Regions from separate parts of the Mus musculus genome. Here regions 2, 3, 4, 5 and 6 are each linked to region 1. A link is a contact called in public HiCAR-type and promoter capture Hi-C data. All regions are on one chromosome and are shown on one strand. Each heading gives the region's core, a stretch centred on a gene start, on an enhancer-like site or on the middle of the called end of the contact. The rest is flanking DNA. Distances are from core to core; before and after follow the strand shown. Region 1 holds the start of Gpat4 (glycerol-3-phosphate acyltransferase 4). Region 2 holds the start of Ash2l (ASH2 like histone lysine methyltransferase complex subunit). Region 3 holds the start of Bag4 (BCL2-associated athanogene 4). Region 4 holds the start of Pomk (protein-O-mannose kinase). Region 5 holds the start of Rnf170 (ring finger protein 170). Region 6 holds the start of Thap1 (THAP domain containing, apoptosis associated protein 1).

Evidence for each region. Promoter capture Hi-C pulls out the DNA fragments that hold promoters and counts their contacts. HiCAR-type assays count read pairs that join an accessible place to other places.
Region 2: a promoter capture Hi-C map of hippocampal neurons shows a contact between it and region 1, with 2.9 times the contacts expected there. The contact joins the promoter of Ash2l here to the promoter of Gpat4 in region 1. A contact is called at or near these places in 2 of 39 promoter capture datasets (hippocampal neurons and pre-B cells).
Region 3: a contact with region 1 is called in a promoter capture Hi-C map of pre-B cells, with 5 times the contacts expected there. The contact joins the promoter of Bag4 here to the promoter of Gpat4 in region 1. A contact is called at or near these places in 4 of 39 promoter capture datasets (the 3T3-L1 cell line, liver and pre-B cells).
Region 4: a contact with region 1 is called in a promoter capture Hi-C map of pre-B cells, with 5 times the contacts expected there. The contact joins the promoter of Pomk here to the promoter of Gpat4 in region 1. A contact is called at or near these places in 2 of 39 promoter capture datasets (liver and pre-B cells).
Region 5: a contact with region 1 is called in a HiCAR-type map of astrocytes, with 6 times the contacts expected there. The contact joins the promoter of Rnf170 here to the promoter of Gpat4 in region 1. A contact is called at or near these places in 3 of 39 promoter capture datasets (the 3T3-L1 cell line, liver and pre-B cells) and 1 of 115 datasets of contacts at active chromatin or transcription factors (astrocytes).
Region 6: a HiCAR-type map of astrocytes shows a contact between it and region 1, with 4 times the contacts expected there. The contact joins the promoter of Thap1 here to the promoter of Gpat4 in region 1. A contact is called at or near these places in 2 of 39 promoter capture datasets (liver and pre-B cells) and 1 of 115 datasets of contacts at active chromatin or transcription factors (astrocytes).

Annotation. Positions count from the first base shown.
Region 1 is chr8:23,207,196-23,209,895 of GRCm38.p6, forward strand. Gpat4 (glycerol-3-phosphate acyltransferase 4) reads right to left here and starts at 1,258. Exons shown (of 13, transcript NM_018743.4): 1 at 1,104-1,258.
Region 2 is chr8:25,839,529-25,842,228 of GRCm38.p6, forward strand. Ash2l (ASH2 like histone lysine methyltransferase complex subunit) reads right to left here and starts at 1,259. Exons shown (of 16, transcript NM_011791.3): 1 at 1,054-1,259; 2 at 484-547; 3 at 215-360. The coding sequence starts at 1,229.
Region 3 is chr8:25,783,896-25,786,595 of GRCm38.p6, forward strand. Bag4 (BCL2-associated athanogene 4) reads right to left here and starts at 1,314. Exons shown (of 5, transcript NM_026121.3): 1 at 1,004-1,314. The coding sequence starts at 1,276. It overlaps Lsm1 (LSM1 homolog, mRNA degradation associated), which reads left to right and starts at 1,696. Exons shown (of 4, transcript NM_026032.1): 1 at 1,696-1,822. The coding sequence starts at 1,777.
Region 4 is chr8:25,992,762-25,995,461 of GRCm38.p6, forward strand. Pomk (protein-O-mannose kinase) reads right to left here and starts at 1,360. Exons shown (of 5, transcript NM_029037.4): 1 at 1,326-1,360. It overlaps Gm31402 (a long non-coding RNA gene), which reads left to right and starts at 533. Exons shown (of 2, transcript XR_378826.3): 1 at 533-802.
Region 5 is chr8:26,118,089-26,120,788 of GRCm38.p6, forward strand. It overlaps Rnf170 (ring finger protein 170), which reads left to right and starts at 1,280. Exons shown (of 8, transcript NM_029965.4): 1 at 1,280-1,512; 2 at 2,352-2,475. It overlaps Hook3 (hook microtubule tethering protein 3), which reads right to left and starts at 1,136. Exons shown (of 22, transcript NM_207659.3): 1 at 870-1,136. The coding sequence starts at 926.
Region 6 is chr8:26,156,883-26,159,582 of GRCm38.p6, forward strand. Thap1 (THAP domain containing, apoptosis associated protein 1) reads left to right here and starts at 1,287. Exons shown (of 3, transcript NM_199042.2): 1 at 1,287-1,639. The coding sequence starts at 1,569.

The DNA.
Region 1 (2,700 bases), core at 8-2,507:
ATGAGCATACGTTCCTGGTTTTGCATATTTGAAATTCTCCAAATTATAGGTCTGAAAAATTACTCTCAGAAAGAGGAAGGATAATTTAGCAGGCAGGATTACAGTTTTGACCATAGTCTTTGGTCGCAGTGATTTTTATGCCTGTCTTTACGGGGTTGCGATACAATCTCGAAGACACGCTAACTCTGCAGAGACTCTTAAAAGTTCTGCTCAAATTAAGGAAAACGAGCGAAACCAAAGTTCTTCAAAGGCTATCTACCGGTAATACGCAAGAGATGGGTATGGGATGGAACTTAACGTCCGCGAAGCCTGACAATTTCACATAGATTATTCTACAACCTGTGAGTCACCAATGTAATATCCAAGTAAGATGGAAAGTGAATAAATAAGTCAAACTTCCAGGTAGGATGCTACTACCACTGAGGGCATGGAACCAAGGCGAAAGGGAGTCTGGGGTGTGAAGAAGGCTGGAATAGTGGCAGTTCTAGTTAGTGGCTCAGGAAAGTCATGTAGCATCAAGCAGGGCTGCCCCTATCCGGGGGCAAACCTGGACACTGGGACTCTCCAATGCGGGAAGGGGGAGAGGGGGCAGACCCGAAAAAGAAGACAGTGTGAGCACAGCACGGGATAAAGGACGGATTCTGGGGGGGAAACCCGTTTCCACGTGATCTAACGCCGGGTTCTCAGCCACGTTCCTCAGCTCCGGGCCACACCAGGCCGAGGCGGCGAGCGGCCTGCGGAGAGGAGCGTGGTCGGTTGAGGAGGAGAGAAACCGGTCGGGGAGAGAGGAGCGGGGCGGCCGAGGAGAGGAGGGAAGGGAAAGAAAGGGCCGGATGAGGACAGCGGGGCTGGCTGAGCCAAGGAGCCGAGCGGCAAGGAGCCGGGCGACTGGAGAGGAGATGAGGCGGCAAGAGGACAGCGGGGCTAGCCCGGGAGGAGAGGAGCGGGGCTGGCGAAGGACAGGAGTGGGGCAAGCGGGCGTGAAGGAGCTCGGACCGCCCGGCAGCGGCTGCCCCACCGGCGGGACCCCGGCCCGCGGCTGCCGACCCCGCGTCCCGCCCGGGGCCGGGGGCGTCCGGTAGGACCAGGTCCATCCAACTCACCGGCCGTGAGGCTCGGCTCCAGTCCTCGGTGACTGCCGCTCCCGCCCTGCCCTGCCCGCCGCCGGCCCAGGCGTACGTAAGAGCGTGCGTACGCCCGCCCGTCTTTGTCTACGCCGCTGGACGTGGACCCCACTCCCCTCAATCCCCGCCCCCGAGTCCCGCCCAACCGCGCTTGCGCGGTCTCCCGGAGGACCCCAGGGTGGGCGGGGCTCCGGCGATGCTCGCTCCTCGCACTGATGCTCGCCAGCGTGAGCCGAGGTCGCTTTCTGAAAGCCAACCGGGGCCTGTCTGAGCTGTGTCCAGAACAGGCATCGTTCCCGGGGAGAGGGAGAACCCGGCATGGCGAGGTTCATTTACTGAGTCTTTGTGGGACTTTGTGTGAGATTCGGTTCCGGCTGGCCACGAAACGTTAGCCACCATCCCAGCACTACCCGGGCATCCCGGAGCTTCTCTTAACGTAATTGGCTGGTTGGCCAACTGCAGTTTTCCAACCCAGCCACAGTTCTAACTAACCTCTCCTCAGACTGGAAGCTTCAAAGACAGGCTTGTTTTGCTGACGTGGGTCCTTTATAGTGGAAGAAAGAGAAAGAAGGGATGGGGGACACGCCTCTTTGGCCCACCCCACCCCCTTTTAAGACAGGACGTCTTGTAATACAGACTTGCCTCAAAAACTGCGAATTGCCCAATGACCTTCAGTTTCTGCACCGACTGCTTCCACCTCCTGAAGTGCTGGAATAAACTACCGTCCCAAGTTTTATAAAGTGCTGGGGGCTGGAACTCAGGGCCTCGTGCATGCTAAAAGAAGCACTCGACCAGCTGAGCCACATTCCCAGCCTCCGAGTTTATTGCTTTTGTATACTTCCAAGAGTACCTAACCTTTCCCCTAATTCAGGACTTAAACCTCCATTTGTTGATTTCTTCACAAACTTTTACACAACTCCAGGTATGTAACTATAACAGGAATACAAGACATATTTAATGATAATAAATTTATTTAAAAGCATTTTTGCTATGTATTTGTAGCTTTCCTATATTAACTATTAAAGCAAATTTGCATATTAATGAGATGGATGTGTTTGCCACTCTATTAATTTATTATTTTATTTTTGGTTTTTTCGCTGGCTGTCCTGGAACTCACTCAGTAGACTAGACTGGTCTTGAACTCAGAAAAACGCCTGCCTCTGCCTCCCAAATGCTGGGATTAAAGGCATGCGACACCACTGCCCGGCTGCCACTCTTAATATAAAGAAATCAGCTAAATATTTGATACCAAAGGATATAAAACATAAAGTTTCCCAACGTTTTAAATTTTATAATTGTCAATGCTGAGAACACCGTTTCACAAATACCTTGTACAAAACAATATTAGTAAGTTTATGAACATTTCAGAAATTATTAGAGATTCTGCCCTAATCCCAAGCCAAAAATGATTTAACAGATTTTTGTGAGCAGATTAACTGAAGCAGTTTTTAAAATCAAGAATTCTAATACAGTGCAACCCCTGAATGTGCTAATTTGATGCTTACTTACAATGCTTACCTGCTGAGGAATGACTACAGGAAAATATTTTTTAAAGTCATGGTTTCTTCAAAATGAA
Region 2 (2,700 bases), core at 9-2,508, 2.6 Mb after region 1:
ACAGTGTACTCATATACATAAAATAAATAAATTAATTAAAAAAAAAGAAATATGATTACATAATTTCCCCTTCCACCCCAGAACTGGGGTTCCTTGAGCTGCCATGTGAATACTGGGAATCAAGCCCAAACCCCTGAAAGGGTAACTAGTGATCTAAAATGCTAAGCCATCTCTCCAGGATCATGCTGTCTAGAAGGCCATGAAATGTACTCACGACGTGTCTATTCCAAAGGTGTCAGCGGTGAACCATTTTGTACATATCCCACACTGCAACTCCACTTCTCCCAACTGCCGCCCATTCTCCTCATCCACAGAGCCCGCCTGGGTATCCATCACTTCTGAAGTGTCTCCGGTACCTTCCTGGAGCCACAGGGCAATAAGAGAATCAAATGGCCTGACTACTTTTTAAAAAAAAAAAAATAGATTAAACATTTTAAAACCAAATCTAGTTCGCCTTCCAAAGGCCTCAGAGGAAATACTTACCAAAGTATCTTTTCCATTAGAAGATTCTGTCTCCAGACCACTTACATCAACCAAGTTTGCATCCCTATAATGAAAAGACAAACATCAAAATGGCCTTTCCTAAACAGAAAAACACAATGGTCCAAATACGGAGGGTATATCTTTTTCATGTCCTGAACGGGATGCCCACGAGAGAACAATCCTGAGTATTAGGAGGGAGGTTGTCAAGCAAGACAAATGTGTTCGCGGCCCAGGGATTCCTAGTGCACTGGGCTAACGACGGGAGGCTGCCGTCCTCAGTGCTTTCAGGACCAAGCATTGCAAGAGGGATCAGCGAGGTCTTCCGGGGCGCTAGAGGGGGAAACGCTCTTGGCTCACACTGGTGCTGATGGGAGCCGAGGAGCCGAGGAGCGGCTTGGAGTCCACAAGCAAGCAGCCAGCGGGGTTGCGGAGGGTACCGGGTGGGCGGGCGGGCCGAGCCGTTGGCTGCGGGACCTGGATCCGGAGGGCGACACCGGGCGGCGCGAGCCGCGGGCTTCCACGAGGGGCGGGCCCTCGCGCGTCCCCGGGGCTGCGAGTGGATTGCCTTACCCACTTTCGGCCTCTCCGGAGCTGGGCTCCGCTCCCGGGGCGGCTGACGGCCCCTCGCCAGCCCCCGCGGCCACCGGCTCTGTCTCTCGGTCCTCCGCCGTTGTGGCACTTGCAGCGGCTCCGGGACCAGGGCCGGCGCTGACTCCCGGACCAGGACCCGCTCCAGCCGCCGCCATCGCTGCTCCTTCCCAAGCTCTCGCGAGAATATATCTATGCGGCGAGTTGCCGCCACGCACGGCGCTCTTAAAGTGGGAAAGACCTTTTGTTGGGGGGCCCGCCACTTACTTGGGAAGGACGCACTTTGAGTCCGCCGCTTTAAGGCCAGAAAAAAAAAAAAAAAGAAAGGAAGAAAGAAAAAGGCAGGGCGCAACTCGGATTGCCCAGGTTTGAAGGGAGCCACTTAGGAGGTCTGTCCTTTGCTTTCCTCTTGGGACTTGAATTATTCAAAACGCCTGCTCATAGTCGTGGCTAAGAGTGGAAATCACGGCACATATGAGGATGTGAGAGACTCCCCTTTACACTGTGCGGAGCAGGCGATCATACTAAAACCCTAAAACGTAGGAAACTTCCAAACAACAACAAAGGAGCACTCTGGCTCACACCTGCCGGGAGCGTCTGTAACTGCGTAGCTGGCCGCCAGAAGCCCCGTTTCCAGGCGGCTTTTGGAGAGACTAGAGGTCTGATTCCAGAGAGCCCGAGGTAGTTGTGGGTGGAAAAGACGTTAGGAAAAGAAACATCTGGCCAGAGGAGGCTAGAAGTGCTGTGCGCTCGAGGAACACGAATTGCTAGTTCACGGAGGGAAGTAGAGCTCCAGGCGAGAGTGCTAGCAGAGGACAGAATTCAGCAAGGTTTGGGCCTTAGCGAGAAGGGCAGAAACGAGTAAGAAAGGGATGTCTGCTGGTAGCTAAACCCCTGGACTGAGTGCAAGCATATGGGTGGGCTCTAAACCCTAGCAAAATAGAAACTGCCGCCTCACCCCCATCCTCCGCGTGTGTGTGCGCTTTACGGATGTGTGCGCATGTATGTGGCATAGTGCACTGGACAGGTGAGAGGACAATATGGTGAGAAGAGCTTTCTTTCCCTCCACTATGTGAGTTCTAGGAATCTAGCTCAGGCTTGGCAAGCAAGTGCCGCCTTTGCCCACTGGGCCATCTCACGGACCATAAATTTGCTGTTTTAAAACAAACACACTTAGGGATTAGAGATCATTGATACTTTGCAGTTGTTAGGAGAAAGTGCCGCCATGACCAAAAATATCTTAAGCAAGGGGAGGGGGGATCTTGGTTGAGGGGGGTTCAAAGAGATAAGAATCCATGATGGTGGGGAGATAAGGCAGCAAGGATCTGAAATGGTGACTATCAGACAAGGCTGAGAGCTCGAATTCTCTATCAGAATCACCAAGCAGACAGGGAGAACTTCAAGGAAGCGGCTTCACTTTTTTCGTGTAAGCTTGCCCCCAGTGACTTACCTCCACCAGCAAACGTTCACCTCCCAAGCCTCCCTAGACATCATAACAACTGTTGTGTGAATGGGGACCGATCCTCCCCCCCCCATGCCCCACCTTACCCTCTCAAATGCATGACTTTTTAGAGATTTCCCCCTTCCATGTTAATATGTCTATTAGGATTGCCATAGTTAGATCTCATT
Region 3 (2,700 bases), core at 64-2,563, 2.6 Mb after region 1:
CTCAGAAATCCGGCTGCCTCCCAAGTGTTGGGATCAAAGGCATGCGCCGCCACCACCAGCAGACTTTTTTTTTGTCGTTTTTTGTTTTTTCAGCCCTTGTTTTCTATTTCTTGAGTATACTTACAAGTAGACCTGCTAGATCATAAATTAACTCTCTGTCAGAAGTTTTAGGAACGACCCAGCTATTTTCCAAAGCACTGTACTATTTTACAATCCCGTCGTGGATATGTGAGAATTTTATAATTAATTTTCTGCAAGTAAGAATGTTACAAAGGCCAAAAGATGTGTGCCACCATCCTAGAATGATAGCCCCATACGAAGATAAAATAGAAACACACTTTTGGCATGTATGCAAGCAACAAAATGTTACAGGTCCAAACATACTAAGCAAGTCGGTCTCTCAGAGCCTTCTCCATTCAAAAATTGGGAAGCATTAATAACATCTGTCTTGCAGTCTTGCGATGATTAAATAGAACATTAAGGTACTTTGCAACATTGATCCCTCCTGATTCAATTCCAGGCAAAGCTTTAGTGATAAGGAACTAAGTGATCAGCCCGCCCCGTTTCGATCCCTTCCCCGTGGGAGGGGCTGCTGAGTAAGGGCTGGGGCTGCAGCTCCCCGAGCCACGCAGGATAAATTGTTACAGCCCAATCACGCTAACCTACGCTCTCGGGAAAGAGATCCTGCAGCCTGCTACTAAGCTTAGGAAGTCAGCGCAGAATATTTTTTCGTTTTTTTTTTTCGTGGTTAACAAGAACACTTATGATGGCTGAAGTTAAAAAAAAAAGCAAAAACAAACAAACAAACAAACAAAACGAAGGGACAAATGGAACCCAAGCCTAGCTCCCCTCGCATCTCTGGTCCTCGTCTCTGCACCGTCCCCAAAAGAAGAACAAATCAGAGACCCGAGTCCTAACAGACCCTAAGTATAAAACCCCCAAATGTCCTCACCTCTGCCCAAGACTTCCCGACTGGAGCCCCGGAAAAGACTTCGAAGCTTACCTGGTGGCCTCCCCCGGCTCTGCTCGCTTCTGCCCAGGCGCCTCCCGAGGGGTAGTAGCCATCGCCACCTGCGCCTTCGCCCGGCCAGGTGGTCTCGGCCGGGGCGCCCCCGCGCCCTCGCCAGGAAACCGGAGGCTGGGGAGGCTCCGGACGAAGAGGGGGGTATAAGGGCGGAGGTACGTGCACCGGGACATCGCCTCCCCCGGGCCCGTAGTAGCGGCCGTAAGAAGGGCCGTCACTGGGGCCGTAGCCCGAGCGCCTCAGGGCCGACATGGGCTCCGCTGCCGCGAAGCGCTTCCCGCCCCCCACGACCGTCCCATTGCGCAGGCGCCTGCGGGAGGCCGCTATTGGCGAGCGGCGGAGGGGGATAGGACGGCTACAGCCAATCCCGAGCCGGTCCCGCCCCTTGCACGCCGAGCGCGGAACGGTCATGGACGGTACGGGTCAATCCGGGCCTCGGGTCGGGAAAGCGAGGCGAGGGGCAGCGCTCGTCACGCGTGAGGAAACGCCTATCCTCCGCCCTTCCGACCTGGACTTCACTGCACTGACTGGAGGGGAAGAGAACGTGGTCGGCCACCGACTGGCAACACGCCCGGCACGCCTCTTTCGGCGGACGGGCAGGCGATACCGGAAGTGGGTGGGGTCACCTGAAACGCTTCCGGCGACTAGCGGTGTCTGAGCTGCAGGTGAGCGGCCGGTTCCCGTCCGCGTCCCGCCGACGGGCGACTGGACGCCCTCGCGGCCGTCCGGTGCAGCCTTGCGAGAGCTCAAACATGAACTATATGCCCGGCACCGCCAGCCTCATCGAGGACATCGACAGTGAGTACCTAACCTCTCCCTCGGGGGAAGCCTGGTGTGGGACCCCTTTTCGAGTGGGCGTCCCTCGACAAGGGCCCAGAGAGTGATCTCTGGGCCCGGGCGGGGTGGTTCTGCCTTCACAGCCTCGGACGGAGCCTTTTCCCAAGCTGCCTTCTCTGTCCTTGAGCGGGTAACACCTCCCCGCCCCCCGCCCCCCAAGCTGTGAAACGCCTTCCGAGGGGCGCAGCATCCGACTTGGGAACGTGAAGGGCAGAGCACGCGAAGGAAGTCGCCTGAGCCACTTCGCGTTCCCAAGTCGGATGCTGCGCCCCTCGTAAGGCGTTTGACAGTGAATGGATGGAGATTGCTTCTAGAAAGGACTCACCAGACCCGACAACAGCAGTTGAATTTAATTAGCAGAGAACGTAGGCTTTCTGTTGTATAGCCACTAGCACTCTCCTTTTTCTGTAAGGGTCATTAGCACTTTCAGATTAAAGTTGTAGAGACAGGTGCCGGACGTAATAACGGGATTTTCTGCGAATGCTAAGTCACTTCAAACTTACTCTTTTCTGTTTGACAGTTTTGCTTTTACTAAAAGGAGGTTAGTCCTGTAAAAATAAAGAGGTTACAATTTCGGTTTTAAAAGGTTTAATTTATTGTGTATTTATGTCTCGTCTACATGTAATTAAACCACGGGCATATTGGTATCCACGAAGCCAGATGACTTTCTCTTCTTGGGATCCTCTGGAATTGGAGTTATGGACCGAGTTACAGAGTCACAGTGTGGGTGCTGAGAAAGGAACTCAGATCTTCTGCAAGAGCAACACGTGCTCTTCTGAACCATCTCTCCAGCCTCCACTTTCATTCCCCCGCCCCGAATTCTTACCTGTGTATGATTC
Region 4 (2,700 bases), core at 110-2,609, 2.8 Mb after region 1:
GGGTGAGCATCCTCCAAAGGCCCATTCATTAAAGACTTGGTCTCCAGCTGTTGGCACTACCAGACAGCAGCAGAACCTCGAGGAGGCAGAGTCTGCTACAAGGAAGCTTCTGTCAGTAACACGTGACCTAGAAGGAGACACTGGGCCCTCAGCCTGTGTCTCTGTGCTTCCAGGATGCCAGGAAGTAAGATGACCTCTCCCATCATGGTCTTCCCCTCTTCAATTTTCTCTTCCACCGCTCTCTCCCGCCACGACGAGCATAATGACCACAGGCCATAAGCAAAGAATCCCACGGCTGAGCCCAAGAAAATCCTTCCCCTTTAAAAGCTGACCATAGCAAGAAAGGCCAGCAACACTGACAAAATGCTGCAGGAACCCAGAATTCATATTTTTCAATCTACTTATTTTATACACAGGAGTGTTCGCTTGCATGCACACTGTACAATATGTGCTATGTGTGCCTGGTGCCGAGGGAGGTCAGAATACAGTGCTGGATTCCCTGAAACGGAAATTATGGACAGTGGGGAGCTATTAGGGAATTGAACCCAGGTCCTCTGCAACGAGTGCTGTTAGCCACTAGCCATCTCTCCAGCCTTAGAATCCATACTATCAGATCTATGCGGAACCCTCTTTGCTTGGCAATCGATTAACACACCTGTTTCTTGTGGACCGCCCAGGCAGCCCAGAGCTTAAAGAAGTGAGTATGTGTGGTCGGCAGAGCGGGAACTTCCGGCACTGTTTAAACACCAAGGCTATTTGATAACGGTGAAAAAGGACCAGCTGCTGTATGTCGACTGCTTAGGTTAGTCAAGGGAAATAAGTCAACTAAATGAATTGCCAATATGCAGAATATTTTACACAATTCGAGAAGGAGCTGGTGTCACCCAATTCAGACTAAATTTCATTTCCCGATAACTATTTAAACAGTCTGGATGTTATTTAGTTTGGACAGGCGAAGGTGGGGGCGGGGGGCATCAAATTTACTAAAGGTCTAAAACTGGTTTTTAACAAAGAGGGGGAGAGAAAGCGAGAGCATGGCGGACAGCCTCCGCTCACATGGTTCAATAGCAGCTCCCGGTGCATGGTACTGGGATACCATGGATACCGGGAGAGGGGTTGCGTGGTGAGCATCCAAAGGGAATGCATGGTGCACCCGGAGGAGGGGTGCGCGGTAAGCACGGGAGGAGCCAGCACCAGTACCCGGTTTAGTTTTCATGATCCCCATGAGAGGATCCACTTTGGGATTGGGTCCGGGGGCTCAGGAGGGTCAGGCTTGGAAAGGCCCCACAGAACCCTGTCCCGCTTCACTACGCCCCGGAGCCTACCTGGCGACCACCAAATCCGGCTCGCATTCCAGGACGCCTGCGCGGCCGGAAGCGGTCGGAGACGAGCGTGAGGCTGCCTCCTGGTGGCCGCCTCTTGCCTTACAGTGGACGCCCGCGCCAGCGTAGGCGCGGTCATCCATACCCTGGTCCTCATTTCCTCTAGCCAAACTGGTGAAGGCCAGGCTGCAACAGCAAGGTTGAGCCTGGGACTGGGGACCTCAGAGGGGCTGCTTCCTGATCTACAGCTCTACACTCTCTGCAAAGCGGTGGCTGCCAAAGAGTGATCCTCAGAAAAGCAACACGAGCAAATCGCAGAGTGAGGCTCAGTGCACTGATAATGCCTCTGGCTTTGAAAACTATGTGACTTTGGAGCTTTGGCCTGAGACGCCAAGCTGCGCGTCACAGATTTCAGGGCCAAACCTCAAGTCATGCGAAGGCTGGAAGGTCTCAGCGTGCTACACTAGTATTAGTACTGGAAGTGAAATGGGAGGGGTAAGGTTGGGAAATGGAAAATCAGACATATCATCTACTTCTAAACTGATTTATTTTCCAGATTTGAAATCAAAACATACAGTGTGTGGGTAAAAACAAAAACCATCTATGTTTATTATCCAAACTCTAAGCATGCTAAAGAACCCAGAATCTTGATCTAGGAAGCACTAGAGGAACCGACAAAACTCCCTTCAAAGAATCCCTGTAAGCAACTTTTGCTTCTCAGACTGACAAATGCGTTTGTGTGTGGTGTGCCAGAGAACTCAAAGGCCAGGAGTGATAGATAGACTTGCTGGTAATTGTGGTCCCCCAGATACCAATGCTATATGAACTAAACTCAGGTTCTGTGGGGCCATCTCTCCAGCACCAGGGCTATTTATAGTAGAAAATATACCTGGATGTATAACAGCAAGTATTTCAGAAATAAATTATAGGCATTATATAAAAAACACCATTAAGAACACTGTTTAATGAATAGTTTCAGTTTGTGAAGCTTTAAAACTTCTGGTGATGATGGAGGTAATGGTTGTAAAATAATGTGAATATATTGGATGCCACTGAAATAAACACTTAAAAATGACTCAGATACGGGCTGGAGAGACCCCCTCAGTAGGTAAGAGCATTGGTTGCTCTTCCAGAGAACCTGGGTTCCTGGCATCCACTTGGCAGCTCACAACCACCTGTAACTGAGTTCTAGAGGATTAGACCTCCTCCGCTTCTGCCCTCTGAGGGCACTGCACACACGTGGTGCTCAGACATATAAGCACGCAGAACACCCAGCCACATAAAATAAATTCCAAAGCAACCTGTTACAAAAGGACTAAAATCAGGAGGTGTGTTATATAGAGTTTGCTATAATAAGTGATGATGCTGCAGGGGGCCA
Region 5 (2,700 bases), core at 30-2,529, 2.9 Mb after region 1:
CTGCATATATGCCTGGACCTACCTCCAACCAGCATATGAAAACCAGAAACAAACACGGTTAACTGTCCAGCTAATGAAAAGGGCCGTTTAAGCCATGACTATTGACAAAATCCTGCATGTTTACTTGAAAATTCGATAACCTTAACCCTCATCAATTCCAAATTAGAATCTCATGGTGCTTTAAAAATGTGTTTCAGTTCCATTACGAAATCCCTCAATTTTTCCAGTTCAACATTTTTATCGTTGGTTCCTTTTATAGGTACCATCACATCGTTTATAACAGTCAAAATGCATCTCGCGTTTTAAATGTTTTGCCTCTGAGTGATTCTTCATGTTTTGTCTATCCACCCTGCCAATGTACTATTTTCCAATGGGCAGGGCTTCATCCATCCCTCAAGGGGCTACACTCCATCCTGGCTGAACGCTACAACAAAGGCGAGCAGCATCGCTTAACTAGGGGGTCCCGACTGCCTCTACCGGGCGCCCAGGCAGAACCAACGCTTTGGATCACTGGGAGCTTGGGAGCGAAACGCCAGCGCCTCATCAAGGCAAACAGTCCTAATTACAGTGTCGCCTGCACCCCATCATTAGCCCCCACCGGGCAGGTTTCCTCTCGGACAGCAGCCAACATCTCAGGCCGGACAAGTTCCTCCTGGACCCTGGGCCCAGCCTGCCTGAGCCCGGCCTCTCCCTGCTGACCCTGACCCGGCCGCGGGTGTAGACGCGGCCGCACCGGCTACTCAGCTCCGCCCGTCCCAAGCCCCGGATGTGACGGCAGGTCGCCCCGGGGCGTTCGCCCCCCGGGACGAGCACCGGTGTCCGCGAAAAGGTGGCGGAGCTTTCCCACCGGCCCGCTGCCCACCACGTACCCAAGTGAGCAGGCTCTCGCACAGCTCCACCCGCTCCACAGACTCCACGTTAAACATCTTCCTGGGGTGGCCGCAGCGTCTCCCTTCAACCAACCAGAAGCCGCGGCCGCTCGGCTCGGGGTTTGAGTCCGAAGGGGTCAGGCAGCAGACCGGGCGTCTGGCGGACCTTCTCTTCCGTCCGTCCGCTCCCGGGGCGCGGACGCTGGCAATCGCTCCGCACTGTCACCAGCCCCTCCTTCCCTCGCTCGGGGCCGCGCACTCCCTTGCGCGCACCCGGCGCCGCCAGCCCACGCCCTCTTGCGCGAGCGCCGCGCCCCGCCGCGCCGCGTAGCGCGAGTCCCGAGGTCCGAGGGCCACTGCGCACGCTCGCGCTCGCTCAGCCCCGCCCCTAGAGGCGCGCTCCCAGAGCCAGTCCAAGGCCCGCGGGCGCGCGCCCCGGCCGGGCCCTGCGGTGGCGGCCGGTCTGTGTGTCTCTCCAGTCCGCTCACCCTCGCCGGGGCTCCGCACTGCGCGTGCGCTGACGCCGGCGCTCTGGCTTAAGAAGCCGCCTGTAGTTTGCACGGGAGGAGTAGCTAGGTAGTCCCCGGAAATGAGCTCTATGCCGACCCGCCGACTGGCCCGGTAGTTCCTCGGCCGCGACGAGGTACGCGCCCCCCTCTCCGGCCGCGGGCGTGTGCCAGGCCACGCCCCCGCACGGGCGGGCCGGGGACCCGCGGACTGCGGGACTCGGCGCGGTGGCGGTGGGGGGAGCTGCGGGACCGCGCGAGGGTAGGCTCCGCGCCCACCGCTTCCCTCCGGAAGCCGGAGCGCAGCCTTCCCTGAGTCGCCGGAGCCTGCCCAGAGTCTCCCTCCGGGCGAAGGTGGAACGGCTGACGTGGGCGCGTCTCGGAGGCTGGGGGCCGGTTTGGCCCGGCTGTGGGGAGCCCGGCGTTCCTCCTTGGAGCCCCCTTCTCCCACAAAAAACTTTACCCAAAGTGACAGAGGGTGGACGCCAGTTCCCCAGTGCGTAAGGACCCTTGCTGTTCCTAAGGCCTGCTTCTTGTGCTAGGAGTTGGCTTCATTGAGGTGCATCCTTGCCCGACTTTCGATTTTTTTTTTTTAATACAAGCCTTGTAGAAGGTTTCATATACGTTTTTAAGTCGCATGCAGAACAGTGCGTAGCAGTACATGTTTGAGGAATATTAATAAAATGAATTGCCACATTCCCAAGAGTTCTTCCATCCATACCATCTCTAATCTGATTTTTGTGATAGGCACTTACTTTATTTTAAAAGCTTTCCCTTTTAGCTTTTTAACCAGATGACTATGCATGTAGTATAATTTTCCTTTGTTTGATTTTGAACTTTTATGAATGGATATGTATTGTGGCTTTGGCTTTTAAATAATATTAAATTATCTGCAAAAATCCCATGATTGTCTAATATCCTATTGTGTGACTACAGCCTTGTACCCGTTCTACTATTGATGTGCACTTTGTTCCAGCTTAGGGCGTCTAAGAATAATGCTATAATAAACAGTCGACCTTAATGCAAAGATATTGGCGTTTCCAAGACAACAAGATACAAGATATATGCTTTGGAGTCCTAGGAGAATCTTGGATTCAAAGGTATGCATAACCACCAGATCATGCAGTCTTTGATTAGCAGTGCCTGGGAAGAAGTTATCTTCCCAGGGCACACCTTCACTTTTTTTTTTTTTTTCTTCAGTTCCTGGGGACTTCTTTCCCATTTGAAGTTGGTTTTCTCGCTGAGCTTTTAGGATTTCAAAAAAACATTGAGTTTTTGTTTTGTTTTGCTTGCGTGGTTGGCTGTGTGTGTGTGTGTGTGTGTGT
Region 6 (2,700 bases), core at 37-2,536, 2.9 Mb after region 1:
AGACTAGGACTGACAAAAAGTTGAGACTGTGAGTACTTGAATTCAAGGATGGTGGTGAGAGAATAACCTCTCTATTCTATGAGGTTAACCTAAGTCTCGAGGAAGGGGTCCTAGGAGCAGCTGATAAGAGCACTTAGCATCAAGACTAATGATCCGAGTTAGGTCCCAGAGCCCACAAGGTGGAAGGAGAGAACCCACTCCCACAAACTGTCCTCTGACCCACAACATGTGTGCCTGGTGCCCAGCTGCCTGGAGTTATAGATGGTTGTGAACTGCCTTGTGGGTGCTGGGAATCGAACCCGGGTCACCTGCAAGAGCAACAAGTGTTCTTTTCTGCTGAATTAAAGCCTAGTTTTTTTGTTTTATCTCAGTGACACCAGGATTTCAGATTTAAGTAGTTGGCGAATGTATTAAACCATATACCTGATAACTCTGAAGGCAAGTCCATGTGTGCTCAAGTAAAACGAGCTAGGAAAAGATGGTATGTGGGTTCAATAGTCAAAGTTCTAGAGATGGTAGCCACTAAATAGATCCTTAAGAGAAGCAATATTTAAGGGTACAGAAAATAGTTTATAAGGGAGAGAATGCGCCACACACTCCAAACTACAGAGGGTCAAGCCTGTAACACTTGTCTTCAGCTTGAAAAATCGCTGCGCCTACACAAAGGTAACAACGTTCAGAAGTGCACTGTAGGGATGGAAAGATGGCTCTGCAGTTGAGAGCACTGACTGCTCTTACATAGGTCCTGAGTTCAATTCCCAGCAACCACATGGTGGCTCACAACCATCTGCAGTGAGATCTGATGCCCTCTTCTGGTGTGTCTGAAGACAGCGACAGTGTACTCACATACATTTAAAAAAAAAAAAAAAGGTCTTCCTTCCCAGCTTAGAGGAAATGAAATGCGCGTTTGTCCTCGTTGTCTAGTTAGACGGTCACCTGGATTCTGAACGTGGACCACAGGTTTGTACAATCCACGCATCTGCTGGTTCCCCCCCCTTTAAAAAAAAACTGCGTATGGCCAGGGACGAGCTCTTCCACGTTCTCCTGCAGGCTTTCGGACCCAACAGGCCGTTCTTTATCAAGCTGCAGCAGAAAACGCCGGACAAATTAACGACAGTCACCACTACGAGAACGACTGCAGTCAGGATCCCAAACAAACGCGCTCTCTTCCGGCCAAGGCGCAGAGGGCCCACCCACTTCCGCACTGCTGACCACGCCCCACAGGCGCGCCTCGCCCCAGCCAATGGTCAGCTTCCCTGGGAACGTTACCTTCAGCCAATCAGAGACGGCGAGCCGAGTCCTCGCGAGAGGTGAGGCTGAAGCTGCCTCCGCCATCTTGAAGATGGGAGACGGGCGACAGCTGTGGTCCTTCTGCTAAAGCAAACCCCACAACGGACAGGGTAGTCACTCCCCCACCCCAACCCCCACCCCACGGCGAGGTGATCGTCCCCGTAACTGCTGACCGACGCCACCGAGAGCGGCGAGCGTTATCAAGGCCGAGCGCGGCGACCCCGACGGCCCCCTTCGCCTGCCTCCCGGGCCGAAGGGAAGTGTGGAGGGCCAGAAGGATGGTGCAGTCCTGCTCCGCCTACGGCTGCAAGAACCGCTACGACAAGGACAAGCCCGTCTCCTTCCACAAGTAGGTAACTGGCGTGCTCCGCGGCCGCGGCGACAGGGGCGCGCGGGCGGGTGGGGGCGGAGCCCGGCGCGTGGCCGCGCGAGACCTGGAGGAGGCGGGGCGGGCGCTCGGGCGCTCAGGGCGGCGGACGGGCCGGGCCGGCGGGGGCGGGGACCCACGGGGGCGCGTCCCCGTGGCTGCGCGCCCCCGCTGCGCATCCCGGGCGCGCGGCGTCTCCGTTGGTCTTGGCCTCCGCTGGGGGCTGAGACCGCGCGCCTTCGCGCTCGCGGAGGGTTTCCGGCGGGCGGGCAAGCGAGCGAGCGACGCCCAGAAGCCTCTCGCAGCCCTGCGTACCTCTTCGTCCCAAGCCGCGGCGTGGCCGTGGCACATAGGGAGGAAGTCGAGCTGGGAACGCACAGGGGGAGGAGGACAGGTTTCGGACCTCACTGTGGATGCCGGGAAGGAAGCAGGGCAGCTGACCGGGATGCCAGGGAGGACTCTTAAGTCCTAGCGTCAAAGAACCAACCTTTAGCATCCATGGGCTTTAGAGGAGGCTCTTGGTATTGTCGAGATGAACCCCTGTCTTTCAACACACAGGAAGAACGAGACGATAGCACACACTTGACTCTGTTGCCGTGGTGAAGGTTAATGTGAGCGAATACCAGCTTTACCCCCACAGCCGTCAGGGCTCGTTCTTGTAGTGGGTGCAGCAATCAAGAAGCCAGGGTGAAAAATACTCTGGAGAGATGGCTCAGCGGTTGAGAGCACTGACTGCTCCTCCAGAGGTCCTGAGTTCAATTCCCAGCAACCACATGGTGGCTCACAACCATCCGTAATGAGAAATGACGCCTTCTTCTGATGTGTCTGAAGACAGCTACAGTGTACTTATATATAATAAATAAATCTTTTTAAAGAGAAAAATAAAAATACTCTCTTGAAAGAAGAAAGTCATAGAATTAGCGTTACTGATGGTGTTTGTTAATGCTAACAGTCCACAAAATGTGACAATTTTTAGGCAGGTAAATTTGTTGTTACAAGTTTTATGTTAGGTTTTGGAGGAATTCCTGACTGTATGCAGATGA